Linked DNA regions of Anser cygnoides: all the other regions are linked to region 3. The links are chromatin contacts, called in public Hi-C maps. All regions are on one chromosome and are shown on one strand. Each heading gives the region's core, a stretch centred on a gene start, on an enhancer-like site or on the middle of the called end of the contact. The rest is flanking DNA. Distances are from core to core; before and after follow the strand shown. Region 1 overlaps LARP1 (La ribonucleoprotein 1, translational regulator). Region 2 holds the start of LOC106032875 (ovoinhibitor-like). Region 3 holds the start of NIPAL4 (NIPA like domain containing 4).

Evidence for each region. Hi-C and Micro-C count contacts between places; a contact is called where the count stands out from the background.
Region 1: a Hi-C map of liver shows a contact between it and region 3, with 4 times the contacts expected there. The contact joins the enhancer-like site here to the promoter of NIPAL4 in region 3. A contact is called at or near these places in 2 of 7 Hi-C or Micro-C datasets (both in liver).
Region 2: a contact with region 3 is called in a Hi-C map of liver, with 4 times the contacts expected there. The contact joins the promoter of LOC106032875 here to the promoter of NIPAL4 in region 3. A contact is called at or near these places in 2 of 7 Hi-C or Micro-C datasets (both in liver).

What each region holds. Positions count from the first base shown.
Region 1 is chr14:7,362,697-7,365,959 of Taihu_goose_T2T_genome, reverse strand. All of the region lies in intron 2 of LARP1 (La ribonucleoprotein 1, translational regulator), which reads right to left. Among named protein-coding and RNA genes, the nearest start is that of LARP1, 21 kb to the right of the region's middle. Within about 2 kb of position 1,634, at least 3 of the 3 cell types and tissues checked have open chromatin away from gene starts, as enhancers often do. A contact at or near this core is called in liver, where this site is marked.
Region 2 is chr14:9,003,013-9,006,364 of Taihu_goose_T2T_genome, reverse strand. LOC106032875 (ovoinhibitor-like) reads left to right here and starts at 1,330. Exons shown (of 25, transcript XM_013176081.3): 1 at 1,330-1,459; 2 at 2,246-2,265; 3 at 3,108-3,244. The coding sequence starts at 1,405.
Region 3 is chr14:8,145,092-8,148,663 of Taihu_goose_T2T_genome, reverse strand. NIPAL4 (NIPA like domain containing 4) reads right to left here and starts at 1,994. Exons shown (of 7, transcript XM_048057149.2): 1 at 1,958-1,994; 2 at 585-601; 3 at 352-583. The coding sequence starts at 1,994.

The DNA of each region.
Region 1 (3,263 bases), core at 385-2,884, 780 kb after region 3:
CGCAGCTGTAGCTGCAGGGGTGCGTGCACGAGGGTGGAAAATCAAGGGAGCACCGTAACGGAGCTCGCCTGGAGTTTAAAACGAGATGCTGCTGCAAGGAAAGCATCTTCTGGCACGACCAGGTGGCATCTCCTGCTCCGGGACTGCAGGGAACCAGCTGCAGCCAGCACCACTGCCTGGGGCACGCGGTCACACAGCTCCCAGCTGGCAGCACACCTCTGTGGGCAGGGCCAGCCGCTAGGAGGGATACTTCCAACACCTTCGCGAATTTTCTTGCACGTGCAAGAAAAACTGCTGTACGACGGGCGAGGTGAGGACCAAGCAAAAGCCCTCAAAGTGCAGAGCGGAGCAGGATCCCGTGAAGCACATGGGAAGCACGTTCGGCAGGAGCGAGACGAGCTGCAGGCGCCGCGGCTCAAAGCCTTCCAAGCAATTTTCTGCAGCTCCTCGGCAGACGGCTCCACCTCACAAGCCCTGCTGTAACAGGGAAGGAAGCGAGGAGCTGCCTACACTTCTCCGCAATGTAAGCTCTGCGACGGCTGCAAAGATCACTCGCTAAAAATAACTTCAAAAAGGGCATCTGACAGCGCTGCGGAGAGCATGGGAACACTCCTACCTGGGTGTCCTAAAGCAAGCTCCCGGAGCACGGGGGCTGGCCCCAGGAAAACGCAGAGGGGCAGGCTGAGGGCAGGCTGATGGGCGGCAGCGGGACGGAGCCAGAGCCCTGGGCTGGGAGCACGGCTCCGGAGCTTTGTTCCCAGCTCCGCAACGCCTCGCATCCCTCGGCTGATGTTCCTCAGATGGCTCCCGAGCAGGGGAAGGTGAATCTGCAGCCTGTCCCCTTGCTGACTGCAGCCCAAAGGCAGCGCAGGCGGGCACAGCGCTTCCCAACAAGCGGGGGCACCCGTTATTACGCAGCCCCGGTCACAGGGAGGCTACGAACAGAATTTCTTTTTGAACGCCTGTAACTGAGCTACAAGCTCCTGCACGCACACACCCGCAGCGTCTGACTCCCGTTTGCTCCCAGGACTGGTGTGGGTTTACCAGCGCTGCACAAAGCTCTCCCGCGGCCCTCCGGTTCAGGGTAAGAACCCTTCAGCTCACAGCCAAGCTGCGGTCAGGAAGGAGCGGGTAAAGAAATGCCACTGGGTGCTTCCAGCACTAACAGCACCAGCGAGGATGCCGTGGATTTTTCCTGGCACAGCTGACTGCTGTTAAAGGTAGCAAATGAACCATCTTAAGGGCAAGTGACATCTTTCGGCTGCCTTTTCAAGTGACATCCTTCCCCAAGAGAATTTCTAGGAAACTTTCACCACAGACGCCAAACACGCACGCCCTGCACCGACCCCTGGGTCGCGCAGGAGGAGACGACAAGAAATTCCCCAGTTTTCTGAGGAAAGCTGACTTCTCCCACGGTCTTTGCTGGGAGAGCCGGTGGCTCCCAAACTGCAGCAGGGACGCGGCCAGGGATGCCCAGCTCCCTGGTGCCACAAGCAGGGCGCAATACGGAGCCACCTTGCTGTCCCCGGGAGAGCGGAGTAGCGCCCACGGTGCCGCGCAGCTCCAGCCCCGGCGCCTGACCCGGCTTCCCTGGCACGGGCACGTCCCTGGCCGGCCGAGCACTGAGCCAGCAATTCCCCTGTCATCCCGCAGGAGAGCGACGCCAGCCGCTCCGATGCCTCCGAGGACATCTGCAAACGCTCCCCGGCGGATTAAACGGTTAATGGAGAGGGCTGGAAAAGCCGGCAGCGCTCGCGGCTCCCGCAGCGGCAGACGCCACGTCGGTCCTGCAACCTGTGGACGTCCGTCAGGGGCGGGCTGGGGCTGCAGACCCTGAGAAAAGAGGCGAGTTGGTTCAGCTGCTGCTCGGGGCGCCGAGGCACAGCAAGGGCACCTCGGCGGCGGGGCGGGGAGGACGGCGGGGCGCGCTCAGCACCGAGACGAGGCTGCAGCGGCCCGGGGAGAATGAGGGCAGGCAGAGGAGCCAAGCCGTGGAGGAGGCCGAGGGTCAGGCTCTCCTCCAGGGCGGCCCGGAGCCCAGCTGATAGTTCGTGACCTGAAAAAAAAAAAATCAGCGGCTGGGGAGAGGGAGGGGCGACGCGAGCAGGAAGTACAGGACGGCAAGGACAGACGCGCAGGACACGGCAGGACTCGCGACTCCTCGTAAAACGCCCGAGAAAAACCAACCCGCTCACCTTTGGGGGCTGCTGATTTGCAAATTAAAGGGGGGGTGTCCTACCAGCACTGGCCTCCACCCTCCAGGACGGACCCCGAGGGGTTTCCTCCGCTCCTGCTTACCTCTGCGGCACCGCTCTGCCTGTTCTGCCAGCCTCTAATGAAAAGCTAGTTAACAGTTAATTATTACCCATTCAGACACAAGATCCCCTACTCTGACTGACTGCCGGCCAGGAGGGATAAGACAATCACGTGACGCAAAAATCCCAGCCTTATGAAAGCACAGGCGACTATATTTAGTTTGAAAAACGATGACCCAGCGAGACCGCCCCTCCCGGGCCCGGCCTCGCCGCGGAGCTGACCTCCACACGGCGCGCTGCAAGCCCAGCACCGAGCCGGGTCGCAGCGCCGAGACCAGGGTGCTCAGCACACGAGTGATGCGGGGTGCACGTGGTCACACACGCACACACACACACACACGCTGCGGGTCCCAGCGGTGCCATCCCAAAGCACGGCACGGGCCGGGGAGACCTTCCCTCCCGCACGGTCCTTGGTGCTGCAGGTCACCTTGTCAGCGGCCGAGAGCTGATAAAGCACCAAGCGCGACAAACAGGGCCCAGCCCAAGGTCCTGGAGCTTATCTGGAAAGCAGGAGGTATGCCGGGAACCTGACCGGGGTGACCAGCACTGGGGGAGCACTCGGCACAGAGGCACCAGCTGCTGGGCTGGCGGCGAGGGGAAGCGGGGCTCCGCTGCGGGATCCAGCCCTGGATGGCAGGAGGGCGGTGATGCTCGGAGCTGGCCCTGGGAGCTCTGCCTCGCCTGGACGAACCCGCTCCTCCTTCTGTGGAAGCCGAGGAGGCAGGCAGGGCTGTGCCTGGAACAAAAAGGGGGCAGAAGCAGCCGTGCGGGGGTCACGCGTGTGCTGTCACCGCGCAGAGACGGCCCCAGGAGAAAGGTGCACGGCTACAAAAGGCCGGCCCTGCAAGAGCATCGCCCGCTCCGCCTCCCAGCGCGGTGGAGGAGCTTCAAAGAAAAAAGCCTGAGGACCAGACATCATTAATCTCTTGTCATCCGCAGAGGGGTGTT
Region 2 (3,352 bases), core at 81-2,580, 860 kb before region 3:
TTTCGGGGAAGTAACGAAAGCAAGATACATGAATAGAGACCTCTGTAACATCACTAGGCATCAACATAGCTGGAAATGTTGGTATCTGGGGAGACTTTAACTTTGTAGATGCACACTGCAAACTACTAATGTTAGCAGAGCTCCTGGATATGAGGAGCAAACAGAATTTTCGATTAAGTAATCCCCCAAATCATGTTATTGTGGATTTGCTTTTCAAGTGAGAAGGGTGTTGATGTCCTCCTCTTAGAAAAATAATACTGAGCTGAGCTCACTCTGTTTAAATCATGCCAAAAATAGATCTGTAAATAAGGATTTTTACTACTGAGTACAGAATATGAAAGATTAAAACTTAAAAACTTGGAAAATCTAGGATCCCAACTGAGGAGACTTGTTTTGAGACCAATCTATAGAATTGACAAAAATCTGCTTAAATAAAGGAGAAAAACATGTTCAGGACTGATCTAAGCTGTGTTACTTTAATGCTGGGCAAACCTTCAGTTGAAGCTTGAAGAAAACAAGACATGAAGTGTAAAGGAATGATTAATGTATGCTATGAATGTGCCGGAAGATAATCGTGTATGGGCTAATATCAATCTTTACAAAGTTGGCTGACTTCCTAGATAAAGGAAGTACAGTAGATCTAGTCTATCCAGACAGCAAAAGCGTTTGACCTGTTACCCCGTGGGATGGTGTCATTTAGGCTTGGCGAGGTGGGTCAGGAACGGGCAACAGGGGAGGTGGTAGTGTGTGAACAAAGGGTACCACAGGAGTTATCAGTGAACAGCCAAAAAGATGGATTTGGGACCGAACTTCATGGCTTTGTTCCTTGCCTTAATACAGAGAAAGTTGGTACATGGAGTAGATCTCTGCTGAGTTTTTTTTTAAAGGCAGAAGAACAGGATTTCTCCCAGAGAGAATGGGGTAACCTTCTGGGCTGCAAGTGCCCAGGCTCAAACTGACATGGAAGGTAGCAGTGAAGAGTGCAAAATCATGCTCCAAGGTGAAATAACGAGGGTTTTGGCTACCAGCTAGGAGCTTGGTTGAAAACTACAGCAGAGGAGAAAAACCTAATTGCATTTATTCAATCGTAGGGTAAATGAGAGCCTGCAATGTGCTGGGGCAGATCCGGGAGCGGAGGGGCCCTGGCACGCTCTCCACTTGCTGGTTCCCCTCAAGCCACACAAAAGGCCCCTTCCTGGCATACGTGCCCACGTCAATCATTAGCTAGAAATCCAGAGCTGGGTAAATACATTTTGGTTTCCCGTGCTGATGACAGATTGGGTGTTACATCATAAGGTGGGACCATTTGATATGACAGTTCGCTATATATTCCCACTTCTACCTGTGCCCTTCCTCTCCCACACCGAGAGCGAGCGGGCTGTAGTGGCACTGCTGCTGTCTGCCATGAAGACCACCGGGCTCTTTGTGAGAGCGGCTGTAGCCCTCTGCTGCTTCTTAGGTGAGTGTTTCCTGTCCTATTGCATAGGTTGCTTTAGCTGAACCAGTGGCTGGGCGATCAGCAAAAGTACTGCGGTCTTGTAATGTGCAGGACAGCCTTATTCCATGAAGGAATATTCTTCCTGAGAGTGTAGCAAATAATTAGACTGACAGATCCAGGTTTCAGCAAACCTCATGCAGATGACTGCTTTCATCTTGGTTTATAGGAGGAAATTGCTGAGGCAGCAGTCTTAGTGCATGGCAGGAGCTTGCATGTGGAACTACTGGGTACAAGGGCAGAGCAAAGCTGTTTGCAATGGCATCCGTGTCCATGTGAGCAACATAAGCGCAAACTTTAATGGCTAGAATCGCTCTGTAAACTTTACTGTGCCGTCCCCGGTAACTGAGAAGTTTGTGTCTTGGGATGGATAGTGCCGGTGATCGAAAGCCATCTTAAATGCACATCTGAGCTTCTGGAAATCAAATACAAAATCTTTTAGAAGAGGTTAAACTCAGAGTGCAGAATTGAAAATGCCTATATCACTTCCCCGTAATGTCTTAGGAACCGATTAATACATGTGGTCTCCCCCCTTCTATCTGCCATCAGAAGTGGAATGAAACTTTATTTAGTAACTTTTAATTCATCTTATGACCACTTACTAACATAATGTAAGACTACATTTTCTTAAACGCAATAAACCAATCGACAAGTCGCTGAATTTAATTGTTTCATAGGAAGATTTGCATGTCATCTCTGCACATCAATATATATGTATTTTTTTCTTTTCTCTCTCTACTTTTCTTTTAGATATTACCTTTGGAATTGAGGTGAGTTACAGATTTTTCCATTTATTCTGTTCTATTCTGAGCTTCTCGTAAAATAGGAACAGTATATAATTACCTGATGAGCAAGTGGATTAAATCTAATGAAATCCTGGCTGTTCAAATAATATTTGCCAGTGCATGATTGAATGATATTGCCGAATCATGAGAAAGTAAAACACCCCCCCATTTATACTATTTTCAGTTCATTAAGTAAAATGAAGAAAGCAAGAAGTAATTATACAATCCTATTATAATAACTCTTAAATATAATTGAGTTACTCCGAGTCAAAAGGCAGTATATTACCTCCTCAAGAGGAAAGTTGTCTTAAGACGATATGCTTGAAAGCATCAAAGACCATGATTCTGATATTTTTTTCTATATGGTAAGACCCACAGTATTGTGTTCTTTTCTATCCTTATATTGGGTTGAGGAAAACGGCGGGGTCCGCATGATGGATTTGTCTGCAGGTTCTTCCCACGCAGTTACGAGACTCCTGTAACTCACCAGAGACTGTAGCATGATTGGAAACGATCAGATTTTGAGCTGAGGGGCTATGGAGTACGGCCAGGCTCCCAGTTACCAGATGCCTTCATTAGGCACCGTCTCTCCCACAGCTGTCCTTCCTCCATGTCGTGCCTCCACCAGCCCCCAGCAGGAAGGCGTAATCAAAAACTTCTGTAGAGAAGTTTCCCTGCTCTTGACAGCTTGAGCAGGTTCAAAATGATACCTCTGGGTTTCCTCCCGGCTGGAGCTGTGGGCACTGCTGCAGGAGGTGGGAGGCTGTGTGGCTTGTCCTTTCTGGGCAGGAGCTGACCTTGGGGCTGATGTTGTGCTGCTTTCACAGGTTGACTGCAGCCAGTATTCCAGCAGCATCGGCAAGGATGGGACCCTCTGGGTGGCCTGCCCAAGGAACCTGCAGCCAGTCTGCGGCACCGATGGCTCCACGTACAGCAACGAGTGTGGGATCTGCCTCCACAACAGGTGAGCTTTGCTGGAAACCCCGCAGAAGCGGCAAGGTAGGGGACTTGGGGTAAGGGTGGCAGCTCCGTCCCCCAAAGGTGGGCTGTGCAGAGGAGCATGTGAGTTAGC
Region 3 (3,572 bases), core at 745-3,244:
GTCTTGGACTCCCCATTTTTCCATGTAAGAGCAGCAGTGGGCATGTATTGTTCTTCTGAGGGGTGCACACCTGACCACGCAGCATTGTGCATTGTGCTGTCTGTGGTGCAAGGCAGGGAATATTGCTTATAGCTGAGCCCTTCCAACACAAGGCTTTATAAAGTGGCTGCTCAGCTGCAGCACAGCACCCGTCTCTGGGTCCCATGCACAAAAATACATTCACAAAAGGTCTTATTTACAATGCTGATAAAAGGCTGATAAAGAGGTGTTGCCTTTTGAGTGCTGGGCTTTGGACAATGCGTGCAGTTCTGGGAGCAGCCAGACCTCCCCTTCCTGGCCCAAGAGCCTTACCTGCCCTGGTGCCTCCCTTCTCCACCAGCCGTAGCAGCCCCTTCTTCTTGAGGATGACGCTGCTTCCGATGAGGAAGCTGGAGAAGACAGCCAGGCCCAAGCCGATGTAGAATCCATAATTGCTTTCCAGCCGAGCTACCCAGGAGGTATCTGATGTCCCATTGTCATGGACTGAGCCAGTGGGATCAGCACCACTGATCACCCGGCACACAACTTGGTGGGAAAGGCACGAAAAGGGTGAGTAGAGACCCTGTGAGACCATGGAGATAAAACAGAATTACTGATGTGACCATCAAGTGTGCCTCTGTTAGCCCTGGGACTGTCATGCTGTCACCATAACTGCACATACCCAGCTTCTTGACACCTCCAGCTCAAACTTAGGATGCCTCTATAATCTCTCAAGGAAACGGCAGGATTTTTGGTGGCAGATTTATGGAGCACAGTTCAAGTAGCTCGTTGACACTGGATGTGCCTGCCAGCCCCCACACCATGAACTGGGAGGCCACGAGGACCACTCTAATAATGTAATGTGAATTTCTGAATATCCGTACCAGAGATTCTCTACCATCATGAGTTTGAACTATACCTTACCAGCACTCAGCCTTGTTGATCCAAAGGCTTTGGTGCTTCCTGGTCATCTAACCCTGCATCTGCCAGCTTGCCTGCAGCTTTGAGTTTAACATGGAGCACTGCCAGCATTTTGTAACTGCAAATTTGTCCTGGCTCTGTGTACTGAGCAGAGCCACGTGATTGCTCGTACGAGGACAACAGGCTCATCCTGGACCGAAGTTTATTCTCTGCATTACTTTACTGTGCAATGGGTTCATTCCACTTACTCGCAGGGTAGCTGCGTGCTCGTGAAGCACACCAAGTCCTGCTGGTGTGGAAGAGCTGAAAGCAGGCACAGCTCTCTGCTGTCCGTGCTGAAGGCACTGAGCCTGTCCCCAGTGAGGCGTGTGGCTGTGGGGGTGGGAAATTGCTGAGTTTCCTCCTACCCTCACGTTCCTACCACACCCAGCACATCTCCCTCCTGCAGTCTTAACTGAGTGTAGTAAAGGCGGTGTGACTGTGGTCTTATGGAGTAAAGCAGCCACGTAGTGTCATAAAAAGCTTCTTTCTACTAAAAGACTGATTTTTCTGCCTCAACACACGCTGGGATTACAGAGCAAGGATCTCTCTCAGCAGACGGAGGTGTGCCATGGCTGAACTGCTGACAGTGCTCCCTGAATAGGGGTCCCACCTCTTCCTTAACCCAACAAAGTGCCTCAGATCTTCTGCAGCCTCCAGCCCCGTCCCTTGCACACAGAGCTCAGGATTTGGATCCAAACTTTTTTTTTTTTTTTCTAAGGGGAAGTTAGAAATTAGTTTCTAAAAAATTAGTTAGAATTAGTTTTCCCTAACAGGCTGGCAGGGTGCTGCGTGGTGCTCGCAGCCCGGGCTCTGCGCTCCTTGTAAAGAAAGGGACTTTCCTCTGTCCCGTGCAGGCTCCCCCCGCCCCATAAAAATACCCAACCCCAAAAGCGAGCCCCGGAGCCGGGGTGAGCCCGCAGGGGGCTCAGCCCCCGGGTCTCGCCCCGCTCCCCCCCCCCCCCCGGGGTGCACCCACCGTTGCTGCAGCTGCCGTTCGCCCCCGGCCGCTCCATCTCCTCCGTCCTGCCCTCCGTAGGGCTCTCGGCATCCCCGGGCACCCCGAGCCGGCTCCTCCTCCGGCACGGGGCCGGCTTACAGCTCCGGGAGCCTCTTCCCATGCAAGCCACCGCCCCTAAAAGCCTCGCACCCCAGCCCGGTGCGGCTCGGGAGGGAGCGTGGTTGTCCCCTCGGGTGGCCGGGATGGGGAGGAGCTGGAGGGGGAATGGGATGCGGGGTGCATGGCTGGGCGGGGGGGACCCCGTCTTGGGGTGCTGCGGGGTGTGGGTGCTCTGTGTGCTGAGAGCGGGGAACAACTTAAAAGCAGGCAGGAAAAATTAAATCCTGAGTGGTGTCCGTGTTGAACACAGCTGCTCTTACTAAGGCTGTCGCAGGAGGTATTGGGGTAGCAAGGGAATTTTTCAGAAAGCGTCCTGCTGCTTCAAGCTTCGGTGTTGGTTGTTCCCTACTTAGTCCTATGGCTGTGCGCAGCAGTTTTTAGGACTGAAGGGCAAGGTTGGGGGGCTGAGAAACATGTTGTGGTATAAGGAGGATGGGTACATCCTAACAGAGGTTCTGGGGCAGGCGCAGGGTTCCCCGCATCGTGTGCTCGCAGGGCAAAGCCATGCTCTCTGCTGGAGGTCAGGGCAGATTTTCCCTTATCTGACCTTCGAGTCAAAGAAAAGGCTGCCGGCAAAGGCACATCTGAAAAACAAACACCAACAAAAGACGAGTGTGCAGTGGCAAGGGCACTGTCGTGCTGTGAGGTGCGGAGCGCCACGAGGGCAGGACACAGTTTTACCAGCAGTGGCTGCGATTTAGGATTTTGCTGTCTCTGTGCTGAATCCCAGCCCTGAGAGAGTCAGCTTCAGCCCCGCTGGGATGGGTAGGGGCTCTCCTGCTGTACTCCTGGGGTTGTCCATCTGCACGTGTGGGCTCCTCCGTCACTTGGACTCATTTTACATCGCTTTGTGGCTATTCCATTGGCAGTTTAACTTCTCCATCAACTTCCTGTCCCTGCTCCTGCTGATAATATTGATGTGCGAACATTTCAGAGGCTGTTGCACTCCGATGTGCTTTACCTTCATCCTCACCCTCCTCTGCTGACGTCCTCCATTCCTGTATTTGTGCGCAGTGACCGTGTGTACACAACCCCACTGCTGATACGAAAGCCCTTTCACTGCAGCAGGATCCAATCGCCAGATTTTGCTGTAGGTCAGTAGTGATAAGTAAAACCAATAGAAGCTGCTTAGTTTTCCTTCAGCAAGCCTGCATTTTTAGGTAGAAACTGTATATTTCATGAGGCAATCAAATGTAAGATCTGCAGTATTTAATGATTGAAAAATTGCTTTTTTTCACCATAAAATGCATTATCTGCACGTTACTAAGAAATTGCTCTCAGACCATCAAGCTGCAGCGTTGCTGGCACCATGTGGATCCTTCACTCAGCACCTGATCGTATCTCTGTACAAACTGTTTTCCCCAGCAAATGTTGCAGCATTTTGTGAGTCATTTGGTTTTAATTGGGTCGGTTCATCAGCCACAAAACTGAGGGTGACTGAGGAGGATTGTACTGGCCAAATCCCATGTCCTGC